2 separate regions of the Oryctolagus cuniculus genome follow, and region 1 is linked to region 2. A link is a contact called in public Hi-C data. All regions are on one chromosome and are shown on one strand. Each heading gives the region's core, a stretch centred on a gene start, on an enhancer-like site or on the middle of the called end of the contact. The rest is flanking DNA. Distances are from core to core; before and after follow the strand shown. Region 1 holds the start of PI4K2B (phosphatidylinositol 4-kinase type 2 beta). Region 2 has its middle 49 kb from the start of LGI2.

The links. A called contact is a pair of places that touch in the nucleus more often than the background predicts.
Region 1: a Hi-C map of psoas muscle shows a contact between it and region 2, with 5 times the contacts expected there. The contact joins the promoter of PI4K2B here to the enhancer-like site in region 2. A contact is called at or near these places in 3 of 6 Hi-C or Micro-C datasets (ear pinna, psoas muscle and an unstated tissue).

Annotation. Positions count from the first base shown.
Region 1 is chr2:20,358,749-20,363,685 of mOryCun1.1, reverse strand. PI4K2B (phosphatidylinositol 4-kinase type 2 beta) reads right to left here and starts at 3,572. Exons shown (of 10, transcript XM_051842324.2): 1 at 3,126-3,572. The coding sequence starts at 3,426. LOC127490221 (a long non-coding RNA gene) reads left to right here and starts at 2,946. Exons shown (of 3, transcript XR_011386204.1): 1 at 2,946-3,062.
Region 2 is chr2:20,140,547-20,145,788 of mOryCun1.1, reverse strand. No RefSeq gene overlaps it. Among named protein-coding and RNA genes, the nearest start is that of LGI2, 49 kb to the left of the region's middle. Within about 2 kb of position 3,463, at least 1 of the 8 cell types and tissues checked has an H3K27ac peak or open chromatin away from gene starts, as enhancers often do.

The DNA of each region.
Region 1 (4,937 bases), core at 2,323-4,822, 220 kb before region 2:
TGTAGATATTATCTATTAGCATCTTTATTACTTCCCAACTCACTGATTAAAGTGCTAACTAGACCAAGGAATGCCACTAACCCTTCTTCCGTGGCACTGACCCAATAACTGAGTATGATTTATGCGCTATCCAAACTTTGTCACATGTCTTATTAAAATAAAGATAACAAGCCAGCGCCGTGGCTCACTAGGCTAATCCTCCACCTTGCGGCGCCGGCACACAGGGTTCTAGTCCCGGTTGGGGTGCCGGATTCTGTCCCGGTTGCCCCTCTTCCAGGCCAGCTTTCTGCTATGGCCAGGGAGTGCAGTGGAAGATGGCCCAGGTGCTTGGGCCCTGCACCCCATGGGAGACCAGGAAAAGCACCTGGATCCTGGCTCCTGCCATCGGATCAGCGCGGTGCGCCGGCTGCAGCGGCGGCCATTGGAGGGTGAACCAAAGGCAAAGGAAGACCTTTCTCTCTCTGTCTCTCTCTCTCACTGTCTACTCTGCCTGTCAAAAAATAAATAAATAAATAAAGATAACAGACATGACATTCCTTCACTGGTTAAAGCACCTGTGTATATAAACAAAATAGTCAAGCATCATCAATGAAGTTAATAGTAACCTAAAGGCAAGCATTGCTTGGAACCAGAGAATTTTCACGGAATTTTGGATGGTAAAGAACAAAAAAAAAAAATTAATGAGCTCCTAAAAAAACACACACACACACACACACACACAAAATACTAAAAACTCTAGTTAAATTACTCAATCAAACTTTTTAGGAGTGCTTTAAAATTTGTAAACAGTTTTTATAATTCAAAACTATGAAAATAAAAGCTCCATAATAATCACATGTAAAATTATTTTATCACACTTAGGGATCTACAGCAAAATGGAAGAAGCGCAGGACATGAAAAAGGAAGAAGCAGGCTCGGTCCTGCCTTTACCACTTCCTGGATATTTGACTTTGGGCAAACCACCCACCACTGAAATTCTTTGAACTACCAGTGGTTACCGTTTTAGTAATTTTCAATCTTCACAAGGCTGTGGGTGAGTAACACTCGCTGTGCTGTTGTGAGAATTAATGAAGAGCCAAAACACAGATCTCAGCAAACAGCAAACTGTGATATTCATTAAAGAAGCAATTCTTTAAAGCAGCAATTCTCTTTAATCCATCTGCAGTGTGATACTCTATTCTCACTTTGTCTTCTGGTCTTCATGCTATTTGTTTACAAAAGACCTCACTTGCACAAAAAAAATGCACTTTCAAGGCTTCTGGTTATTTTAAAATCTAGTTACACAAGCTAACTTGTAGAAAAAAGGCAAGCTAGTGACACAGAGCTTAGCTTAGTAGTTGCTTCACAGACTAGATTCTAGATAATAGACATCCAAATTGCCAATGCACGTGAATGCAGGCCCATTTGAGATCATGGTTCCAATTTCATGTCTATTTGGCTAAACACTGTACTGTCAAAGCCTCAATTAGGCAAGACAATGTAACATGTATGTAAGACACATTCCCTAAAGCTTAACAAGTGGACAGACTGCTTCTCATGGGCCTGATTCATTTACTCTGAAATATGTTTGAATGTAAGTTCAACTAGAATGTGACCGATCTGTGCAAAGTTATTTCAACTTCAGAAGGTGTATTAGTGTATCAGTGGCAGGACGTGTGAAATCTAACTCCAGAAAAACTAAGCAATATTAATGAAAACTTTCTCATGTAGGGAGTCAAAGTTGAGTGTACAATATCATCTCATTTAATCTACCATAAGACCAGCACGTAGGTATTAAAATCACCAGTTTACACATCAGCCCGTCTTCATTTCTTCCAAGTCTACTCTAATTATACCATATGCCTAACTCCACTTCACTCCACCTGCCCCCAAACTCACTCAATCCTCGTGCACTATGGCCCAGTGGGTAAAGCCCACAGCCCTCCAGCATCACAAATAGCAGTGCCACATTCAAGGCCCAGCTACCCTGCTGCCAATTCAACTTCCTGCTAATGAGCCTGCAAGGCTGCCGATGACTGCCACTGTGAGTGGGTCCCTGCTACCTACACGGGAGATCCAGATGGAGTTCCAAGCTCCTGGCCTGGCAAAACGCAAGTTGTCCACTGCATTTGAGGAGTGAGCCAGTGGATAGAAGAGACCTTTCTCTCTCTCTCATTCTGCCTTTCAAATAAATACCAACAGACATTTAAAAACTTCCCTTTATCAACAAATATCCATGCTTGCAAGCAGGATGCCTACACTTACTAACGTTCCATGTCTTTTCTTTTAAAGGTTTTATGTTTGAAATACAGAGTGATAGAGAGAGGTAGAGCCAGAGAGAGCGAGCGAGCGAGTCTTCCATCTGCTGGTTCACTCCCCAGATGACTTCAACGGCCAGAGCTGAACTGATCCGGAGCCAGGAGCCAGGAGCCAGGAGCTTCCAGGTCTCCCACGCGGGTGCAGGGGCCCAAGGTCTTGGGCCACCTTCTACTGCTTTCCCAGGCCATAGCAGAGAGCTGGATGGGAAGTGGAGCAGCCAGGACTCGAACCAGCGTCCAGATGGGATGCCCGCGCTGCAGGCTGGGACTTTAACGCGCTATGCCACAGCGCCAGCCCCCCATATTTCTTCATTTAATCTCTTTCATCTGAGGCCCATCACTAACGAAAACGGGTTCCTCTCTCTTTTTAAGCCTAAATACTGAAGCTACTCAAGGGAGCCAAACTTCCCAAGACAGAAAGCAGCACCAGCAAGTCAGGCCTGTGTGGCCCCTAGCTAACGTCACAATATTTACTAGGAAAAGGCTGTGAGACGTGTCCCAGCGCTAACAATATTCTCGCTGTGCATCGCCCTCCTGTCATCCACCCTTGGAAACTCACAACTCGGCCACTTTCTGCTCCTTCCGAGCTCTCGATTCAAAACTCGAGTCTCAGCTGGAGCGAACTGACGTCACTTGACAGTGTGCTCGGTTTGATTCCCGCGAGTCCAGACACTCTCTGGGCGGAGGCCTAAGGAAGCAGACAACCCTTGGCCTCGGGTGCAGGAGCCCGGGCGAGAAACCCCGGCAGCGGGAGCGAGAGGCCAGGTGCCCAGGCGGGCAGGGCGCGAACGGGGGGCTGAGCGCACAGAGGGGAGAGCCGGCTCGCACCTGACCCCGAGAGGCGGTTCCGGTCCAGGTCGGCGGGTGACGTCCGCGGGACCCCCACGCCCCGGGGCGGGCAGCTGGGCGAGTCCCCGGGAGGCAGCAGCACTTCCTCGTCGCCGGCCTCGCGGGGGGCGTCCCCCGCAGCCTCCGGCAGCCTCACGGCGCTGCCCGGGCCGCCTTTCCGCGGCTGGGCCCAGGCGATCCGCGGCAGTAGCGGCTCCCGCTCCTCATCCTCCTCCTCCGCCGCCGCCAGGCTGCCGCCGCCCGCGGATGCCCGCCGGCCGGGCTCGCAGGCCTCCGCCATGGGCTCCCTCAGCGCCTGGCGTGCTGAGACCTACTCAGAGAGGCCGGGGCCGCGGGTCTGTCCGCGGCATCGCGGGGCGCAGGAGCGGCTGGGTCGGACCTTCGCCACCTCACCAGCGCTCCGGTCCGGTTCGGCGGCCGCACAGCGGCGCCACACCTCCAGGTTCAGCCGGCCAAGCCTGCGCCTGCGCAGAAAGGCGGAGGCGGCGTGGGGCGGGGCGTGTGCGCGGGGCGGGGCGGCGCGGCGCGGGGCGGGGCCGCCACCAGGCTCCGGGGTCCCGCACGCTGCGGGGCGAGCTGACGTCCGGGTACTGCGGTGCGGGGTCGCCGCCCCGAACCTGAGTGGGCGTGTCCCTGCACGGCAGGTGTTTCTGAGTTCACCGCACTCCGTACAAAGAGGCCAATTTGTGTGACTTTTACAGTTTCTCTCACTAGATGTCAGTCAGAGTGGGAACCTTGTCCGGATAGTCTTGACTGTGGTAGTTGGTATTTTTTTCCCCGCACTAATCTAGTTGCTGGTGTATCCATTTAAAAAATCTTTTCCAGACTTTCATCCCTTGATTCCGCTGATTTGGTTTCTACTTCAGTGATGTTTGCTTCTTTAACTCACCTGGAGTTTGGTTTCCTCTTCCTGGTTGCCACGAGCAGATACATTCTTGGTGGAGGACACCCTTCTGGTTTGTAAACGCACACGGTTAAGGCTATGAGTTGTCCTGTACACACTGCTCTAGCTGCATTTTACTATTTCTGATATGTTACGCTTTCCTTCCCATTCAGTGAGAACTTTTTTGATTTCCCTTATGCTTGATCCTTTGCTCGAAGTGTGTCTAATGTCCAGTACACACTTGGGGGCTTCTGTACATGTTACTTCTACTTTAATCCTGTTGTGGCCCAAAGAGATGCTCCGAGACTTCGGTCTTCTGAATTGTATTCATACTTATTTCATAGCCCAGAACATCATGATGAACATTCCGTGTGCACTGTATAAGGAATGTGTATTTTACCACTGCGTGGTCACGTAAGTGTCAGTTGGTTCCATAAATATCAGTCCAGTTAAGTATTAATAGTGTTGTTCATTTTCTATTCTTACGGGTTTTTTGCCCAATCCTATTACTTACTGAGGGAAGTTATCACAATCTTCCTGTTTATGGTTGTTGAATCGATTTTTCTATTAGTTCTTTTTAGTTGTTGAATTTTTGCTTCATGAATTTTGAAGCTGTGTTATTGGATGAATGCACAGGATTTTTATGACATAGGCCTCTTTGTCTTACTGATGATTTGATCTCTTAAAATTATTATTATGAATTGTCTCTTCTTATCTCTGTTAATACTGATGGCTTGAAATCTATTTTGTCTGATGTTAATATAACCACTCTATTTTTTGCTTACTGTTTGCCTAGTAAATCTTTTCCCAATCTTTATAGCTTATGTTTTTCTTAAAGCATATGTAACTTGTGTAGATGGCTTATAGTCTGATCTTGATTTCTAAAAGAATTCATTATGATAATCTCT
Region 2 (5,242 bases), core at 2,214-4,713:
GGGACAACACTTTGGCCGTTTTGTCAGTGCAGGTGTGGGTCCTTGCTAAAAGCGCTGTCTCACCAGTTTCAATTGTTGATCTCACAACTCCCGGGAGGCCGAAACAAGGAAACAAGTGTCCAGAAAGGGCAGGGGATCAGAAATCCTTATGGTAACAGGTGAACCTTGCAAAACCCACACCTGGAGAAAGGGACTTGAGTGATCCAGGGGTTAGCAGGAGACCAGGTCCCTGGCCCTCCTCCTGGGGTTCCTTCCCCAAAGTCATAGTCACGCTGAGGTGCCAACCTCGTCATCACTCCCTGGGTTTCTGGTAGAGTTCTGCCAGGAGTTGTACAACTTGACAATGTGAAAGGCATTTTTTATATAGATCACTTCCCTTCCATTTCTCCATTAAAACAGCATTAGGCATTCTGTTGACTGAAGTGTGTGCGGAGATATGTTGTGTTAGGAGTGGGCTTCCCTCACCTGGGTTCCTGAAGGCAAGGGCTTCACTGCTGGGGAGTGGGACCCACAGGAGCTGGAGCGAGCAGCAGGAGGAAGCAGCAAGTTGGCCAGGGCTCTAGGGGCTGCTCCGTGATGCCATGGGCACCTCCAAAGTAGAGACGCAAAGGGGGGCATTTGCCTGGCAGCTCTCACTCCCCATTGGCCAGGGGGGCCCTACAGGTGTTTATCTGCCCCCCACTTCTGGGGTGGGCAGACTCTGGGGGTGCCCTGTCCAACCCCATTAGGATTTACAAAACAGGAGGACAGCGGTGGGTGGTGGATCCCAGATGGTGTGTCTGCCGCACCTGTGCAGAGTGAGACAGTCTGTCTGGACCTGGTGGCTTCAGTGACAGCAGAATTGCAAAGCGGGGCTCAGAGGGCTTTAAAAAAATTATCAGAAAGGGTCAGTGTGGGTCCTTTGCAGTGTGGACAGGTGTCAGCACTGGAGAGAGAGAAAGCAGTCCGGAGCTGCTGCTCTGAGCCCGTGGCGCTCCGGGCTAAGCACATGGCTCCGATCTCTGGCCTTAGCATCCTCCAGGAGGTCCCATCTGCAGCGCCAGTCACAGAGGGAGTTGATTGTGCCTTCGTATTTGGAGAGAACTGAAACAGTGTCCCACCTCTGGGAGTTCTCGCTCGCTTATGATCTCCCATTGCCCCAGTGCTGCGGGAAGTGTTGAGTTTGTCCCTGCCTGGGCAAGGGCTGGGAGCTGTGCCTGCCGTGGACGATGTAACAAGAAAATGAAGCTGTGCTGACCTCGATGGAGCAGTTATCATTTCCCGAGAACAGACTCCACCCAAGCACTTGGCTGGGTGCATAGAAATATTTCCTTATTTAATTCTCATTGCACATTTTTGAGATAAAATAGTACTCCCACTTTTGGAGAGGGAAGACTGGCTGCTAAATTTAGGAGACCTGTGCAAAATGAAAATGCAGGGCTTCTTGTTCAAAAATTATTAAGACCCCCCCCACAGATGGCTGGGGTGGGCACTTGGCATAGCTGTTAAGTTGCCACTTGGGATATCCACATTCCCTGTTGGAGTGTCTTGTTCAAGTCCTGCCTCCTCCACTTCTGATGCAGCTTCCTGCGATGTGCACCCTGGGAAGCAGCAGATGATGGCTCAAGTAGTTGAGTCTCTACCCCCCACGTGAAAGACCTGGATCGAGTCCTGGGCTCCTGGCTTCCGCGTGCTGCAGCCCTGGCCGTTGCAGGCATCTGGGGAGTGAATCAGAGGCTGCAAGAGCTCTGTCTGTGTGTCTGTCTCTCTGCCTTTCAAATAAAATGAGGGAAAAGGAAAGAAATCAAGCAGGGAGCCTTTCTAGATGGGGGGGGGGTAGGTCTGTGTGTGGCCACAGAGTTCACCTGTTCTTGAAGATGCAACACCAGTTTATTATTACTGCTGTTAGGCAATGAAGGCCAGACTTCACCTCCCAGCATATAGAACCAATAAAATCAGCCCCAATCCTAATACCAAGAAACCACACACACGTACACACACAGCCCAGAATAATACAGATATGTGGTTTTCATGTCTGCTATGTGTATTATACATGTCTCAGTAAGTGTGTGTGTGTATAGGTGTATGTATGTGAGTATGTGTGTGAATATGTATACTTTTCTTGTCTTTATACATCTTACTTCTTTGGTCTCTAATCTACCTTGAGACTAGGAGAGTAAGTGTTGTAATCCCATTGCACAGATGAGAAAACCAGGACGAGCGATGTTAAGCCGCTTGTTTAAATTCACACAGTGAGGACGCAGCCATAACTCTACCCACCTTTGCTAGAGATTTCCCCTAAATCCAGGGGCCGTGCTCATACCCAGGCTACAGGTGTCACGGCTGAAGCCGTTCCCAGAGTCCTGTCAAGCCCTTCCTTGGACAACACACGGGAAGAATGATTCCCCGAGCAGGGTTTGACTCACCCTACAGTTCCACTCGTGTCCTAGACACGAGCTTGGAGCAGGCGACAAAGGGAAAACATCCCGGCGCAACTGCAGCTCCTACAATGACAACTGATGATGTACAATAGCAGGATCTGGCCTGTAATCAGCTCCCAGCCCTACTTAGCTATTTAAGCGTCCATTCTGCCGGCTCCGGAGAGCGCGCGGGGCGAGGCACACACCCCGCAACTTCAGCTTCTTGCTCATCAGCGCCGTGCACCATGTGGAAAAAGCACCCCTTTGTGACAGCCCCACAAATTACAGCCCTGGCAATCTGGAGTCTCAGTTCGGGTGGATTCTTCTCTCTCCTAAAGGAAAAAAAAAATCTGTTTTAAGCTTAATTATAGTCTGTCATTACCCGCAGTCTCATAATGATCCCAAGTCCCTGGCAAAATGATAATAATAATAAAAAGGAGAAAGAGAGGGAGAGAGAATCATTTCCAATATGAATTGAAAAGATTCAGACAAATGCAGGGATGGGAGGTGATGGGGCATTCTTCAGAGACAATGGGGGAACGAGGACCAGAGCTTCCGCATGGTAAATAATCATTCTGGCTCCTTTGTCAATTTGCCAGGCCCAAGGGCTGTGTGAACTTCACCCCCCTTCTGAATCTTTAATCTTGTTGCTCTGAAATTCACCTTGCAAAATGCAGGGGCAGCTCCCAGGATAAACTCATGCCCCAAAGCAAATGACCCCGATTTAATGGGACAATGCTTCTCAGCTCTCCGGAGGACTCATTGAACAGACTGAAAGTGTTCGATGATTGCACTATGCATGCTTGCAAAGACACCTTTTAAATCAAATCCTCTTTGTCAGTGTTCAGGGACCAGACAGCAGTTTCCTTACAGGTGCATTCTACCATTGGGCGCTCCCTCTTGTGGCCACATCAGGAATAGAATTGCATCTCTTTTCTGCCGGGCCCCACTCAATCCTGAAAGCAAAGCTGAGCCAAGTGGGTGATGGGTACCGGAGAGGTGGAGCTTAGGGACCCAGACGCCCTGCTGCGTCCACGGGACTTTGTGGACGGATGTGAGTGTCAGGGAAAACTGCCTTCCTTTCTTTGTTCAACTTCCTCACATTCTTCATGGCAATACTTACGCTCCATATAAACTAGATAAGGAGAACTCCGTATTTATTTTCCATTTATTTCGTGTGAGAATTCCTTAAGCATCAAAGAAATTTTTTGAGCTCCTTTTGCTTCCACAGCAAGATTCTTGATATGAATCTTTCTGGAATAAACACGAAAGCACTGGGCTCGATGTTAGGTATGGACCACGGAGCTGATGGAGTTGAGAGAGACCAGGGTGAGTTAGCCACAGGTCCCCTTCACCAGCAGGACCCCCCTGGGGCTCAGGAGGGCGTGGCCAGCATCGCAGGCACTGCCTGACTTATTATTGGCAGGTGCAATCTGAGTGGGCATCCCTCACCCAAAGACCCGAAACGTTCCAAAATCTGACAGTTTGTCAACACCAACAGACGCTCAAGAGTTTTGGAGTTGGGATTTCACGTGTTCACCTTAGAAATGTTCTACCGGTAACGTCTGTGCTGGTATTCCAAAATCTAAAAATGTTTCCAATGCCAAGCACTTGGGATAAGAGACATCTAACCTGCAATAGAAAACTCAACCCAAACCAGCTTAACTAGTACCAAGGATTTACAGGTAAATGAGAAATCTAGACGGAGGCTTCAGGTAAGGCTTGGCCCATCAGATCAGAACCATCACCAAGGATCACCCTCTCTGTCTCTTCTCTCTGTCTTCCGAGCCATACCTCTGCCTGTTCCCCCTCAGCCTCTCCTGAGGATCACTGGCCGATGCTTCTTGTACATGTACAGATGTCCCTTGGCTTACACTGGGTCACGTCGCCATGAACCTATCGTAAGTTGAAAATATCGTAAGTCAAAGATGCATTAAAGCCGGCGCTGAAGCTCACTAGGCTAATCCTCCGCCTTGCGGCGCCGGCACACCGGGTTCTAGTCCCGGTCAGGGCGCCGGATTCTGTCCCGGTTGCCCCTCTTCCAGTCCAGCTCTCTGCTGTGGCCCGGGAGTGCAGTGGAGGATGGTCCAAGTGCTTGGGTCCTGCACCCCATGGGAGACCAGGATAAGCACCTGGCTCCTGCCATCGGATCCGCGTGGTGCGCCGGCCACAGCGGCCATTGGAGGGTGAACTAACGGCAAAGGAAGACCTTTCTCTCTGTCTCTCTCTCTCACTGTCCACTCTGCCTGTCGAAAAAAAAAAAAGCATTGAAAACACCTAACCCGCTGAGCGCCACAGCTTGGCAACTGTGGTTGTTTACCTTCCAGACGACCTGGCTGACTCGAGCCACAGCCAGCACCACTGCCCAGCATGGAGGAAAGGCGTCTTGCCACATGTCCTTACTGTGGAAAAGATGGAAATTCAGAGCACCAAGAGTGACTTCTACTGAATGCGTGTCGATTTTGCGTCGTCATAAAGGCTGCTCTACTGTGATCCAGCTCCCTGCTGACGTGCCTGGGAAAACAGCCGAAGACGGCGCAAGTGCTTGGGCCCCTGCACCCAGGTGGGAGGCCTGGATGAAGCTTCGGCATGGCCCAGTCCCTGCCGCTACGGCCATTTGGGGAGTGAACCAATAAACAGAAGACCTCTCTCTCTCTCTCTCAAATAAATAAGTAAAATAAATCTTTAAAAAAAACAATTCCTGGTGGGGAGCATCTGTGCTGTGAAGGCTCCGTGCAGCCCTTGCTCTCTCTGTCCCTAGGAGCGCACACGACAAACTGAAATACCAGAAAGGTCTGGCCCCAGTCCGCACGAAGACCACAATGAATGAATATCCTGGCTTA